Linked DNA regions of Sus scrofa: region 2 is linked to region 1. A link is a contact called in public HiChIP or PLAC-seq data. All regions are on one chromosome and are shown on one strand. Each heading gives the region's core, a stretch centred on a gene start, on an enhancer-like site or on the middle of the called end of the contact. The rest is flanking DNA. Distances are from core to core; before and after follow the strand shown. Region 1 holds the start of STRADA (STE20-related kinase adapter protein alpha). Region 2 holds the start of LIMD2 (LIM domain containing 2).

The links. HiChIP or PLAC-seq counts read pairs in DNA pulled down with a chosen protein or histone mark.
Region 2: a contact with region 1 is called in an H3K27ac HiChIP or PLAC-seq map of alveolar macrophages. The contact joins the promoter of LIMD2 here to the promoter of STRADA in region 1. A contact is called at or near these places in 2 of 47 Hi-C or Micro-C datasets (blood and liver) and 1 of 2 datasets of contacts at active chromatin or transcription factors (alveolar macrophages).

The regions. Positions count from the first base shown.
Region 1 is chr12:15,189,394-15,196,705 of Sscrofa11.1, reverse strand. It overlaps STRADA (STE20-related kinase adapter protein alpha), which reads right to left and starts at 4,913. Exons shown (of 11, transcript XM_021066785.1): 1 at 4,785-4,913.
Region 2 is chr12:15,219,783-15,227,301 of Sscrofa11.1, reverse strand. It overlaps LIMD2 (LIM domain containing 2), which reads right to left and starts at 1,952. Exons shown (of 5, transcript NM_001244711.1): 1 at 1,860-1,952; 2 at 1,029-1,123; 3 at 799-843; 4 at 580-719; 5 at 1-504. The coding sequence starts at 1,070. The coding sequence ends at 345. It overlaps STRADA (STE20-related kinase adapter protein alpha), which reads right to left. Exons shown (of 11, transcript XM_021066785.1): 9 at 6,147-6,388; 10 at 5,812-5,854; 11 at 4,593-5,517. The coding sequence ends at 5,365.

The DNA of each region.
Region 1 (7,312 bases), core at 3,664-6,163:
ATATTCTCATAGACTTGTACACGAATGTCCATGAGAGCATTATTCACAACAGGCCCAAATGGGAAACAATCCAAATGTCTACCAACTGCTAAATGGATTTGAAAAATGTGGCATATACACCAATGTACTACTACTCAGCAATAAAAAGGAACAAACTACTGATATGTGCAACAATATCATGCTGAAAGAAGTCAGACACAAATCTATATATTGTTCCCATTTACATGAAATTTTAGAAAAAGTAAAAATATGACAGAAGGCAGATCTTGGTTGCCTGGGACTAACAGTGAGAAGAGGAACCAACTTCAAAGAGATACCGAAGACCTTTTCGGGGTGATGGAAAAGTTCTATATATTTTTATTGTGTGGTGGTTATGTGAGTGTAGCTGTCAAAACTCAACAAACTATCTACTTAATATAGATGCATTTTGTTGTAAGTAAATTATATCTCAATAAAGTTGATCTAAAAAGTAAAATGACCTGGAGCTCCCACCGTGGCTCAGCAGTAACAAACCTGACTAGTACCCATGAGGACAAGAGTTCGATCCCTGGCCTCGCTCAGTGGGTTAAGGATCCAGCGTTGCCGTGAGCTGTGGTGTAGGTGGCAGACGCGGCTCGGATCCTGAGTTGCTGTGGCTCTGGCATAGGCCGGCGGCTACAGCTCTGATTCGACCCCTAGCCTGAGAACCTCCATATGCCACGGGAAGTGGCCCTAGAAAAGGCAAAAAGCCAAAAAAAAAAAAAAAAGGAAAGCCTATGAGAATGCACACTGTCTAGTAACATTAAACACAAAGCACTGTGCCAAAGGAATATAAGAGGAAACAGATCTATATCCGCGTGCAGTCTACAGCAAAAAGAAAAGAGGATATTAATGTAGATAAAGAGATGATTTTTACCCTCAAGAGGAACTACCTATGGCTCTGGAAAAAAACACTGGAAATAGAAAATGAAGTCAGTTTCAAACCACTGTATAAATGAATATAAGTGCCCATTTGGAGAGACCCAAGAACTGGTTCGAGGCTGCCACTTCAACAGCTTCGATAATGATCTGAGCTATTGGTTCCCAAACAAGGATGCATTTCAAATTGATTTGTGTACTCCCTCCTCCAAAAATTTTAACTCAGCAGGTCTGGGGAATGCACATGCAGAAGCGGGCAGCTCCTGCTCCAGTTCGGCAAAGGGGAAGAGAGCAGTGAGATGTGGTGGATCTGGATGCTTTCACTGAAGGGGCGGGGCTTGAATATCAAATAGGACTTAAAGAAAACGGGAATTACAAGCATGAAATAGCATTAGCTACTCATTAGCGCTCAACTGTCCACAGGTGTGTCTCGGTTTCTAGAACAGTGCCTGGCACACTGCAGGCACTCGGTGACACTGAAGGAGTGACCAAATGTGCTGAGCAGTACGCCAGCACTTTGCATACACTCTCCAGTTACTGTGTGGGCAGTTACAGAAAACACAACTCCACATACAGGAGAAGGATTAATAGGCCTTAAGTGTTATGCTAGAGGAGGGGTTTTATGCAGCAGGCAGTAGGAAGTCAGTGCAGGTTTTAAACAGAAAGGTGACACAAAACCGAGGTCTAAGGTAGTGTCTCTTAAACTTGACAGTGCATGCAAATCACCTGAGGATCTTGTTAAAACGCAGGTTTTGATTCCGAAGTTCTGGAGTTGGAGCCTCGTTGTTCTAACAAGCTCCCATAACGCTTGTAATGCTGTTGACACATGGACCACCATAATGACTAACAACTAAGACGCCTTGTTCTAAGGAACATTCTAAGGAGTATTAACCCACAAAGGGAAGGAGAAGGGGAGGTGAAAATAACCCAGAGAAAGGAGTGCCAGTTAGAATACAATTACACTGGACCACCACTGCGGTACTAAGAGCCCCTGGCAGAGGGAATGTTAAGAAACAGGTGGATAGGGGAGAAGGAAAAAGAAAGAAATTTAGTAAGGACACCATAAGCCATCTAGCCTTATCCTCTACTCTTTGGAGGAATGGCTTTTAAAAACTCCTGGATATAAGGTTAGCTGGTCTCTGCTTGAAAACTCATGCCAGAGACACACTGCCTAATCAAGGAACCCATTCTACCTGTCAGCAACTCTGATGGCACCGTTTTTCTGTGCTCAAGTAACTGAGAAAAGAATAGTGTGTCAAAGACAAAGTAAGAAAGCTCCGAGGTGGAAGTGGCTTTCGGGGAAAGATAAGTTTGAGTTCTCAAGTCATACTGAAGTTGAGAAGAGAATTAAATATCCCAAGGGGAAAGACACAGCCTTCCGTTAGAAATGTTAAGACCAACGCTTAAAAGAGGGGTTGGAGATGGCTATGTGGACTTGGGAGTTGGCAGCTAAAGCTATAAAGTGACAGAAATTCAGTCAAGAAGAAAGTGGTGAGAGAAAAGCAGACGGCCGGGGAGCAAGTTTTGCCATAGGTCCATACTCAGGACAGCGCTTGAAAGACAGGTGGGAAACGGAGCTCCGAGGGAAAATTTTAAAGATCCTGCATCCCCTTGTGGACCACTTTCACTCTCCCAGTCTGGTTTATTTTTCCATTTGTTTTTTCATCCACAGCATATGGAAGTTCCTTGGAGCCCAGGAAATGCTGTATCCTTAACCCTTAACTCACGGCACCAGAGGGGATCAAACCTGCACCTCCGCAATGACCTGAGACACTGCAGTGTCTTTAACCCACTGTGCCACTCGGGAACTCCTGGTTAATTTTTATGTGCCCCTCACTACTCCTCTTAGGTGTCTGGTGCTACAGGAAGTCCTCCCTGAGGGCAGCTGCCGCCAACCTATGTTAGGTATTTGGCCTTTTGTATTCCACCCTTATACGCACCACACTCTTAACTGCCTACTTATCAGCTTCCTCCTCTAGAGTAGAGACGCTGTGAAGGTAGAGAATACCTCTTGTTCAGTCGTGCATTCCCAGGGGCTACTGTGCCCAACACCTAACATGGGCACTCCTCCATCTGCTAATTTAACAATTGTAAAAATAATAAAAGCAGCAAGCACTTTAGGTGAACTTATGTGCCAGGATCTGTGCTAAATGCTTCACGTAGATCAGCTCACAGTAAGTATTATCATCCTCGTTTTATAGATCAGGATATTAAGACTCAGGTTAATACCCAAAGTTACACAGACAAGTGGTAGAGAACTCAACAGGTTTGTTCCAAAGCCTGTGCTCTAGAAACTGTGAGTGATAACACGGGAGAAGTGTCGAGTCTGTGTGTGCCAAGATATGATGACTGAAAAGCCATCACCTGATTTGACAATGGTGCTGACCAGATGCCAAACAGTGTAGAAAGAATTCCTTTTCTTGATTTAGTTTTTTCCCTTTCCCCTATTTTCATCACTGGTTTTCTAAACTTCCTCCATGTCTGGGATTACAACTATACACAATGCATTTGAGCCACAATACCTCTAAGAAACCTAGTTCAAGGGTGGGGAGGAAGAGATATAACCAGTTCAGTACTTATGGGTGAATAGGCTCCTGGCCTGAGGCAGATAATCAGAAAAGATTTAGTTTCTTCAACTCTCAGGGAGGAGAAATAGTCTTGAGGGGGGGACGCCAAAGAAAAACACCAGTCAGTCGATGAAAAACTGTCTTAATGCCACAAATACATACTGGAATACGGTTCTACTCCAACAGATATTTCAATAAGAAAAGGACCAATTCGAACAGCTTTTCCTCTCTTGGTAAAAATCAAGTTAGAATATGCTAGGATATCTTGGCACTTCTCCTAGCAGAGAAGTTCCCTATTTCCAGAAAACGTGAACAATTTTATTTCACCACTCCCCTTCTCTCGCGCTCACTTACCCACCCACACCCCAAATCGACTGTGGGCGCTTAAACATTTTGAAAAGCAAGACAATTAGAAGCTCTACTTAGGTTGATTCAGGGAATACTCTTTCCTAACAAGGACCTGACCTACCTAGCCTGGGATGAGATGGGGATGCGGGACCGGGGACGCGGGGGGGGGGGTTTCGGGGAGAGTGCAGCACTAGGATACGCCGCCGCCTCTTAGCTTCATCAAGACAAACCGCCACCTGGGCCGCAGGTTTCCCACCTGAAAATCAGGGGAGAAGGGAGGGAAAGCACGCTCGCCTCTTCTGCCCGGAAACTCCACTCGGGTGTGTCTGGGCCTGGCCCAAGCCTATTCTGCTCTCCGGCTGCAGCCCCTCACTGCGGGAACCGAGAAGGATTCGGGTGAAAAGGGGCCCGTGAAGGGCGAGAGGGTGCTCGGGATGGCCGCTCTGAAAGAGGGTGCCCCTGAGAAGATGTAATTGGCATCAGAGCGAGGAACGACTGATCCCTGGAGCGCACCAGGCGGTCCCGCCAGCCCGGTACCTGGTCCTGGAGTAAGCAAGCAGTCCCGACCCAGTCTCAGCTCCGCCTCCTTAGTTTACCGCCGCGCTGCCGCCGGGCCGGTTGCTGGGAGGAGGTACGCAACGTGCCATGCGCAGTAGAGGGACCCGGGGAGGGCTGGTAGAGAGCTCCGCCCTGCCTCGGCCCCACCCCGGAGCTGGACAGGAGGCCCCGCCCAATCACTCCAAGGAGCGAGGGAGCCCGGTCCCTGCTCCTCTAGGCGGGGCGAGGAGGAGCGAGGAAGCTCCTCGTTGCCCCGCCCCACCAGCGCGGGAGAGGAAGCCCCGCCCCGGGGCGCCGCAAGTGGGGGCAGTTCTGCCTGAGTCCCGCGTGGCTGCCGTGCGGAGGGTCCTCAGCCGCGCCCCGCGGAAAGCGGTTCTCCAGTTCTGAGTTAACCTTTTTACGCGCAGCGCATACCTGAGGGCTTTCGGCCTCCAGCAGAAGGGACCCGTTTCTCCCGTGTGTGGAAGCCAAAGACCTAGCTTGTCGTCGGTGTCGGCTCGGGGTCCGAAAAGGGCTGCCAGAGCTTCCGTCGCGCTGCAGGAAGGAAGTGGGATGATTTCAACAATCAAGAGTCAAGGGAGCTAGAGTAAGGCACGGCAACACTGGCTGCTGATTTGGCTACTTTGAGTACTTTTTTTGGGTGCCTTTCCTTTCGTGTGATGGGATTTTAGTGGAAAAAACAGCCTCATACTCTCAAAGGCCCTTCACTTTGGCCTCCGGGGCACCGGATTGACAGGCTTCAAAGGGGAAAGCCATCCTCTCTCTGTGGCACAGATTCCTTATCTGTAAAAGGAGGAAAATACCTGAACCAATGAGAACTATCTTTATTCCCCCCTCTGGATCTTTGTCCTGGATCCTTTGTACAAGGTTTTTTGGTTTGTTTGTTTTTTTGGTGGTGCCCGGGGCATGCGGAAGTTCCCGAGGCAGAAAAGGAACTCGCGCCACAGCTGTAACCAGAGTCACAGCAGTGACAAGGCTTGATCCTCAACCCCGCTAAGCCACCAGGGAACTCCCGGTTCTGGATCCTTTGACCCACAACTCTGTCTGCAGAAACGTGTCAGGTTCGCCTTGGTGGGGAAGCTAGCCTAAGCAGAGGCATGCAGCTCTTGAGAAAGGATGAAGCAATAAATGATGGAGCAAGACTCCTTCTGTGAGACTTTTTTTAGTGACTCCGCCCACGCTGGTGGGGGTGGGGTGGATCCCAAAATGGACATACTCCCTCAAGTAATGAACACTCACCCCTACCAGCTATGACCCTTGGCACACATTCATGCTGGTCTAACTTCCAAGATGGGGGAGAAGTTCAGCTACCTTCAAACAGGGGCTGTCGGAAATGTGCAGCGAAACTGAAATGTGAACTTTGCCAGTGCATCTCAGCGTCTCACTAAATTTTACCCACATCACTTTGATCTCATCTAGTGCTTTATAACATTCCAAAGCAGTATCCTCACTATTCTCTGTCAAATAAGATAACTTTTTTTTCAGCAGCAGACTTGGCAAATTTACAAAGCAAGACAGTAGCAGAAATTGAAGTAAAATTCCCTGCAATGTTTTCCATTTGTTTGGTCTTGCCCACGGCATATGGAAGTTCCCAGGCTAGGGATCAAGCTCATGCCACACCAAGGACCTGAGCTGCCCTGCAATGTTCTTTTCAAAAGACCTTCTTCACCTGTTGTCTTTAGAATCAAGGGTATTAGAGGAGTCAGTGCCTGAAAAGATGACAAACATTTTTTTTTTTGCCTTTTTTTAGGGCCACACCTGTGGCACTCGGAGATTCCCAGGCTAGGGATCAAATCGGAGCTGCAGCTGCTGGCGTACACCACAGTCACAACAATGCAGGATCTGAGCCACGCGTCTGCAGCCTACGCCATAGTTCAGGGCAACTCGGAATCCTTAACCCACTGATGGAAGCCATGGACAGAACCCACAACCTCATCATTCCTAGTCATATTCGTTTTCGCTGCACCACAACGGGAACTCCCAGTGCCAAACTTGATGCAGCCATCACAATGGGGAATTTAAACATGGTAGTACTTGCCATCTAATCCCCAGCCCAATAGCTATGTCATTTCCTAACTGGATGTCAGTTGGTCAAAGTGGCTAAAAGATTTTCGAATCTTCTTGACTGCACACAAAAGCTAGTTGGGCAAACTTTCAGCCTTGACTCTGTTTCAGGGAGCAAATTTCCTTGCAAAAGGGCATACTAAAGCCAGATAACTCAGAAAATGGGTGTAGTGAAAGGTCAATTTTCAGAGTTTACAAACATAGTCTCCTCTTGCTTTGCTTTTGAGTCCTGGAATGTACAAGCTCCCTAATGTTTTCCACTTACGTTTAATAAGGGTGGGAATCTCCAAGATCTTTGGAGCTTTCCGAAACCTGCTTGAAGATTAGAGGAATGGAGAAGGACTGAAGATCCTGGCTGTTTTGTTTTTAACTCTGAGCATCCAGCTTAAACTGAGTGCACCTGCCCTCTTCAGGATAAAATTGACTGTGAGAAAGGTAAAACTAATTGCCTAGAATACTCAAGTGAGAACTAGACACTTACAATGTATAGTTTAACAAGTTGGGGAGGATTATTTATAGAGCATTCTATATGTTAAAGAACTTAAAAAAAAAAAGTTTTGGCCACACCCACAGTATATGGAAGTTCCTAGGCCAGTGAATCCAAGCTGCAGCTTTGGCAATGCTGGGTCCTTCACGTGACCCCTGGGCTTCAGCGGGAACTCCTCAAAGCACTTTTTCCATTTCGTTTTTATGGCCAAACCCACAGCACATGGAAATTCCTGGGCTAGGGGTTGATTTGGAGCTGCAGCATATGCCACAGCAATGGCAACACTGGATCCTAGGTACATCTGTGACCTATGCTGCAGTTTTTGGCAGCACTGGATCCTTAACCTGCTAAGTGAGGCCAGGGATCTAATCTGCATCATTATAGAGAGAGC
Region 2 (7,519 bases), core at 703-3,202, 34 kb before region 1:
CCTGAGGAGGGCATGCTGACTCCTTGCTGGAGAAAAGGCACCTAGATAGGGAAGCTGAATCTGGGGGCCTCCCAAGGGGGCCACGGGGTGAAGTGGGGTAGGCTGAAAGAAGCAGGAAGCAGGGTGCTGAGCAAAGCCCAATCCTGGTTCCCAAACCCCGGCCTACTGAGGGAGAAGAAGAAATCCTGGAGCAAAGCCCTGTCCCCATAACCCTGCCTGAGCAAGATGGCCTCATCCCCTTCCCACCCTGCCCCAACCAAGCCCAAGGTCCAATCTCCCACCCTTCCAACTGCCCGCTCCAGGCCCTCTATGGAGGGAGGAGGGAGGGGACTGCCAGAGGGGCCTCAGGCTGTCTTGGTGCCGGAGTCCACCTCCTTGTGGGCCCAGAGCTCCTTGTGCTGCTTCCGGCCAAAGCCTTCATCGTAGTTGCCTTTGCTCTTAAACAGCTGCTGAAAGTGGGGTTTGCAGTAAAATTCCCCATGCAGCGCTGCATAGCTGCCCAGGCTGCAGAAGCAGAACAGCTGTGGTCAGGACAGGGCAGGACCGGAAGGCCAGGGCGGGGGTAGGGAAAGGGCGCACCTGAGCTTGGTGTGACAGTGCTTGCAGCAGAAGCAAGAGTTGTGGAAAATGAGCTTGTCAGCCACCAGCCGCTCCATGGGGTACACAGTCTTCTGGCAGGCAGTGCAGGTCTCCTTCACCTGGGCCCGGAGGCTGAAGGACTGTTCCAGGAGAGACTCCATCAGGGACCTGACCACCCCCATCCCTTCCTCCCCGCACACGCCAGACGCAGGGCCCTACCTTGGAGCGCTGCACGGTACTGCTTCCTCCGCCGCCTTTGGTTTCCTGAGGGAGAGGGCAGTGGGGCAGGGTCAGCTGAGGAAGGGCCCCCCTCCCACGACCATCACCAGACCAGATCCCAGGGACACTTAATCAAGGAGGGGAAGGGAGACAGGCTGCTCCTCACCCGTTCACCCCCAGGCCAGACACCTGCGGGGATGGAGTGCCCTCCCACCCGGCTGATCACCTACATGAGAAGGGGTGGCCTGGGCGGCTCCTGCAGCCTGGAACATGGCTCGTTGGAGGCGATGGAGGCGCCGGGTGGAGACGCGGCACCCGCAGGGTTCTGCAAGGGGAAGTCGGTTGGGAGGGCCCCACAAGCCCTTCCCCAGCTCGCAGGGTGGGGGTGGGGGTGTTTACAGCAGGGGGCTGGGGGGCTGTGGTTGGGACTTTCCCTAAGTCATTTCCTGTTGCTCTGGGTCTTGCCACTTCCGCCCCTCACCCACCCGCCGCCCCCCTTGGCCAGCCCGCCCCCACGCAGCTCCCCAGGGAACAGGGGTCCCTGAGTGGAACCATGTGTCGGGGGAAGAACAGAGTCAGCGGCAGCGGCTGGGGGAAGGGCTCCGCGCAGCCGCCCGAGCGCCCCGCGAGCTCTGACCTCGCCTGGCGCGAGAGGAGGTCAGCAGAGAGCGGGCCGGGCCAGGGCTGACCCCAGCTCGACGCCACCCAGCTCGGGGCCGAGCACTGCCCGCTCCACCAGCCCAGCCCCTGGACAGCGCTCGCGGGCTGGGCCACCCGCCCGGCGCGGCCAAGCCGCCGCCCGCGCGCCGCGCTCCTCGGCCCCGGCCCCCACTCTCAGGACCCTTGCGGACCCAGCCGAGGGCACCCCTGCCCCGCCCCGGCCCAGAGGCCCGACCCGAAGGACGCACGCTGGCCTCGCAGCCCCGGGCGAGAGCGACGGGCTGAAGCGCTCGGCGTTGGGACCCCGTGGGCGGCGGCCCCAGCGTCCGCAGCCCCCACCTGGGCCGCCGGGATTGCAAGCCGGATGCCGGCCCCTCCCCCGGCCCGCCCGCGAGTCTCACCGGGCCCCGGCCTGTGCCGAGGGGCGGGGGTCGGTCTCCGGGGGACGCCGCGGGTGCGAGGAGCGCGCGGGAACGAGCCGCCGCCGTTGCCAGTGGTCCCTGAGCGGCCGCGGCCGCCAGCGCCTTATCACGGCGCCGCCCCCGCCGGCCCCCGCCCCGCGCCCGCCCATTGGCTCCGCCGCGCCCAGAGCCGCCTCCAGGGCCCCGCGCCGCCGCCGACCCCTTTCTGCGCTTTGTCTTCCCCTCACTCGGCGTCCCTCGCCTTTGTCTACCCCCGCGTCGACCCCGCGCTCTTTGGCGCTCCGCACCGCCCAAAGGCTTCGCGCTCGCTAGCCTCGCGAAACCGGCCGCCCCGTCGGCCCGCTCCGGACGGAGGCAGGGACCCGAGCCCGAGGGTCCGCATCGCAGGCCTCGGGGCGGGGGCAAGCCCAGGTGGAGACGCTGGGGTCGCGGGATGAACGGCGCTCCCGGCGAGGCCCCCGCGGCGGAAAACAATAACCAGGCGCGCCTGGGCCTCTGGCAGCTTCCATTTTCCCGCTCCAGGGGCCCTGCTGCACGGAGGACCCGCGGGGGCGGCCCGGAGGCCCGCCCAGCGACCCCGCGCCTCTCCCACGCCCCCTCGCGCGCGCGCGGAGGCCTCCCGACGCCAGGGGCGCCTGCGCGGCCGCCAAGAAGGCAGAGCGGCCGGGCACGCGGTACAGCCACGCGAGGCGGCGAGGCCTGGCCCGCGCCGCAGGGAGGGTCCCGGGGCCGCGATGTTCAGTCTCCTTCGGCCAGCAGCCCTCCAGCCTTCTCCCGCCGCCCCGGAGACCGGGGCCCGGGAGGCTGCGCCTTTGGCGCCCAGAGGGGCGGCCGCCGCGCTTCCGTTCCTGGGCTTTGTGGGCTTAGTCATCCCCCGCCCCTGAGAGAAGTGAGGTTACCTCTTTCAGAGAAAGATTCCCAGCCTTCATAAAAAGCGAACCTGGGCTCATGCAAACACCACTTGACACAGGGGGGTGAGACCTGAGGATGTGAAGTGACTTGTTCCAAGTACCAAAGCTGGAGCAGCAGGGCTGGCATGAGAGGCCAGGGCTTCTGACCCCGACCCGGCTCCTGACGCGCTGCCCTCTGGCCTAGCCCGCTGCCTGGGCTCCGGCACGCGCTGCAGCAGGTCTGAGGCACGTAGGAGGAACCTGTGGAGCAGAGCCTCGGCCCTGCGGGGAACACAGCCTCTGCGAGGACCCCAGGGACCTGCCCGCTGGGCACCAGGGACTGCTGGGCTGTGCCTGATGCCAGGCTGGAAGCTGTTGCGCGAAGCACAGCCCTAAACATAGCTTGTTTCCACAGTGTGGCAGGAATAGAACTGGCGGCTCCAGAGCGCAGCCCACACGCTTGTCAGGGAACAGAACAGCGCGGCGCCCCCGGCGCCTGGCGGGGGAGTGCGGGAGGCGACAGGCGCCCCCAGCCCCCAGCCGCTCCCTCGGCTCCCTCAGCGCCCGCGCCCCGCCTGGCTTTCCTCCTCAGCCTCCGGGCCCTCTCCGCAGGAAGCTTTCCGCTGGGGCTGAGCTGCAGGCCCCCGGCGGGTGTGGGGGAGAGACTCCTAAAACCCGCCCCGGGCAGCATCTTTCCCGGCCAGGCGCCCACACCTGTCGTCAGGTTCTCCCAGGGGCTGTGCTGAGGCAGGAAAGGTGACGAAGGCCCCGGAGGCACAAGCTGCGCTGCGCGGGGCTGGCACCTGGGCACTCCCCGGCCGCCCGGCCCCAGGCCCCGGCCCGCCCAGGACGTTCCCGGGCTGAAGGGCGGGGTGGAGCCCACGGAAGCAGCACTCTGGGCGCTGAGGATGAGCTAACAGCAAGGTGAAGCAAGCGGTTCAGAGGAAAGAAAACAAGCTGATAATGGTGTTAACAAAAGGGAACTTGAGGTTTAAAGAAAAAAAAAAAAACCACACATGAGCTGAGTGGGACGGTTGGAAATAAACGTGACCTGGCCTTGTCCTCCCTCCGCCATGTCAGGTTCCCCACTCCCTCACCGCTGGGGCCATTCCCTTCTCGTCCATCCCTGCGACTGCCCAAGGGAAGAGGTTTTCCATTTTTGAAACTGGTGTTAGAATTTCTGAGGAAAGTGAGGGCATCAGATGGGTCAAAGCAGCTACAAGGGAGAGGGAGGGGCACTTCCTTGATCTGACATCTGAAGTGCCTGAGCTAGAGAGGAGCACACACCCTGCACGGACTGGCCGGGGGTGCTGGGGCGGCTGCTGGGAAGCACCACAGAGGAGAGAGAGGTGAGAATCATCCCCTGGCCGCCAGCCAGCATGATGGAGAGGGGCCGGCTGGTTCTTAGGTTACCTGCTCTTTGAATATTACTTCCAACGGTAAGGAGACACCATGCATCTCGTTACAAAACAAAGTCCTCCACCTCCTTTCCTGCCAAAGCTGAGCCTCTTCTGCCTGGACTCCAGTGGCCCTGCAACAGGTCCTGCGGAGGGGCTGGTCTCCAGCACTTCGACATTTCCAGCCGCAAGGTGGTTTGCTGGCCACAGGCTAAAATTAATGGCTTCAACATTAGAGAGTTAAGAGACAAATCTATTACGGGTTTTAACAGAAATGTGTGTGTTGCAAGGCTGTCTAGCTAATGAAAGAGGTCACTGCCGTGTTCCCACAGCACTGGTGGGATCACGCTCTTCTTCGGATGGCAGAACCCAGGGCGGGATGACTCATGTCCAAGCCTGCGTGGCCAACACACATCACTCTCCAGTGGACTCTCTGGAAATTTTAATTTGTTCTGGCAAGTAAACTAACACAGCAGAAGCACTGGCCCTCAGGCGAGGCAAGACATTATGGCCCCTGGAGGAAGCACTGAGGCAGCTGGCAGGAGGCAGCAAGATGGACTCTTGGTGGGAAAGGAATGAGCTCCACAGATGAACCAACGGAAGGTTTTAGGTATCAGGGCCCAAGCGAAAAGGGGGATGATGACGGCCTACCTCAGCTTTCACCTAGTGCTTCAAAAGAAAAAAAAAAATAATAAAATAAAATACCCTTCCCTTCAGTTATTAGGAAGAGGTCTGAGGGGAGGGGGTCTTATTGCTTGCCCCTCCATGGACCTATAGGATCCGAGAGCAGAGGCAAAAAATGGAACTAGGCTGGTAGGAGAGCTAGAGTGGGAAGAAGTCTTACAGCTCTGGGTGGGTGTCTTAAGTCCTGGGCTTGGACTTCAGCCCCCAGGCCGGAGCAGCATCTCTTCCTTCTGAACAAGTCAGGTCACCTGAGCTCACAGGCCTGGGAACGTCAGCTTTCCGGCCCCTCCCGAGCCCTGGTTGTTGGGGCTCCCTTGTGTCTCAAAAGCCTTGGAACAGTAATGCCAAGTTTCTCTCCAGGAGTTTCCTTCCCAGTCAGTAAGCAGCCAACTCTCCTGGCAGAAATATCCTTTCCCCAGGCTGCACCCAGGCGTGTGGGGATGTGGCCAGCCCTTGGGAAGGGTCCCTGGAGGTTCACGGCCTGGGATGAGGACGCGCACCTTCTTCGGAGGCTCAGAACTCCCAGTCGTCCACCTCCAGCTCTTCCAGGTTTGTTACCAGGCCAAAGATTCCACTGGGATCTTGAGACTGGCTGCCCTCAAAATTGGTGATTGGGGTGACAGGACGAAGTAGCTCAGGCAGAGCCTCTGAGGCACGTCGCTTGATCTGGGGGAGGCGAGAGTTGGGGGTGGATCCTGTTGCTTTGAGTCCCAGGACTCCAAGGGGCAAGGGACCAGGGCCTGGGGACAGATGGGCTGTTGGGGCCAAAAGTCTCTATGAGAGGGAGGAGCCACGCCTCTGAGGGGCTTTGGAAACGCGGCCGTTTCTCTGATTTGGAGGGCAGAGGAGAGACCATCTGAAGAGCCCAAGCTAAGCGGCCTGCGGGGACTGAGAGGAGCTGAAACCACAGGCAGGAAAAAACAACAAAGAACCAGGAGCCTCGGGGAAGTGCTACTGTACCTGCTTGAAGAAAGAGTGGTTCAGGAGGGTGCTGGCACTCGGTCTGGAGAGAAAGGGGGGGAGACCGGCATCACGCCCGGCTCCAGATTTCCCAACTCCTGCGGCTCCCACCTTATTGCCAGGGCCGCCCATCCTTCCCTCGGCTCCCCAAGAAACAGCCAGCGCCACCCACGCTGCTTCCTAGCAAACCCTGTGCTGATCCTCCTGGGGGAGGGGCTCGGACTCCCTGGGGAACCCAGGCTTTTCCTGGGCTCCCTGGGGACTGATGCATCCTCTCCAACTCTGCCTTCCCCTCCAGAGCCCCCCAAAGTCCACTCCCAGCCCCGCACGTATACCTTACATCCGGGCTGCGCTGAAGGCACTGCTCCACAAAGTGGTGGAAGTGGGGCGAGAAGGTGCGGTGATAGGGGTGGGAGGGCGAGTCGCCATTGGAGGTCCTGGGGGTGCTGGTGGCCAGGCTCTCACTCAGGCCAGGGTTGGCCGCTGAGCGCGGGGCACCCATGGTCAGCTCCTCAGCGGGGATGGTGCTGGTGTCCAGCAGACAGGGCACAGTGCCGTTCAGCTTCTCCAGCAGCATCTGGGGGGGACAGACCAGGGCCTGGACTGGAGGGGACCCCTGAAAGGCCCAGGGAGTTTCTTCACAGGTACACGTTCCCAATATACAAGGGATTTGCGGGGAGTAAAGAGAGAAGTGGACGAAGTCTGACTTTCCCAAAGGAGTGCCGGCCACTGGCTGGACAGCCACAGTTCAGCGAGGCCAAGCGGAAGAGGAAGGCTGCAAAAAAGGACCTGCCTTCAGCGGGGCTGGAAGGAAGGGGCCTGCAGTCTCTCCCCTTTTATAAGGCATCAGATCTTTCTAACTGTAGAGCCCTCACCATAGGTCAAGGCGGCAGCCGGGTCCTGTCTTTGAGGCCCAGCCCCAGTTTGCCGCGCCCCACTGAGCCTGGTGGGGTCCATCCCAAGCACCGGCAGTGCCATGTCCTGGGCTGTCACTGCAAAGTCCTCAGGCTCAGTACATGTAAAAGCAGCCCACCTTGGGGACTGCTATCCTCATGAACCTTGTCAACTGTCCAAGGCAGAAATCCTTCTAGAACTGTGCTGTCCAGTATGGGAGCCACCAGCCATTGTATAGCTGTGTTTAATTTCGATTCGGTTTAGAATTCAGTTCCTCAATCCTTCTGGCCACATTTTAAGTGCCCAAGAGCCACAGGTGACTGGTGGCCGCCATCCTGGACGGTGCAGATGTAGGACATGTCCATCCCCTCAGGAAGCTCTACAGAACACTGGATCTGTGTCGTTTACGTTAAACAGCCTTTTAAATCTTTCCTGAGCATCTGTCCTGTCTTAGGTTTTCCAGACTCCCTGCCTCGGTTTCCCTACCCTCCTAGCTGGTCTACCAGAGCTAAGCTGTCTGCGAGAGTCATCTTTCTAAAATATGTATCTGATGCTATCACTCCTGTGCTTAAAAGCCTTGGGCGATTCTCCACGTGCTTCGGGACAGGAACCAGACGCCCTGGAGAGGCACGCCCTGTCCTTCATGAGCTCCCCCTGCTTCCTTCTCCAGCCATGTCACCTAGCGGCCCCCATCTGTGCTTCAGCCATTTGCAATGACGTGCGGTCCCCACATCCTGTTCTTTCTTTCTTTTTTTTTTTTTGTCTTTTGTTGTTGTTGTTGTTGCTATTTCTTGGGCTGCTCCCTTGGCATATG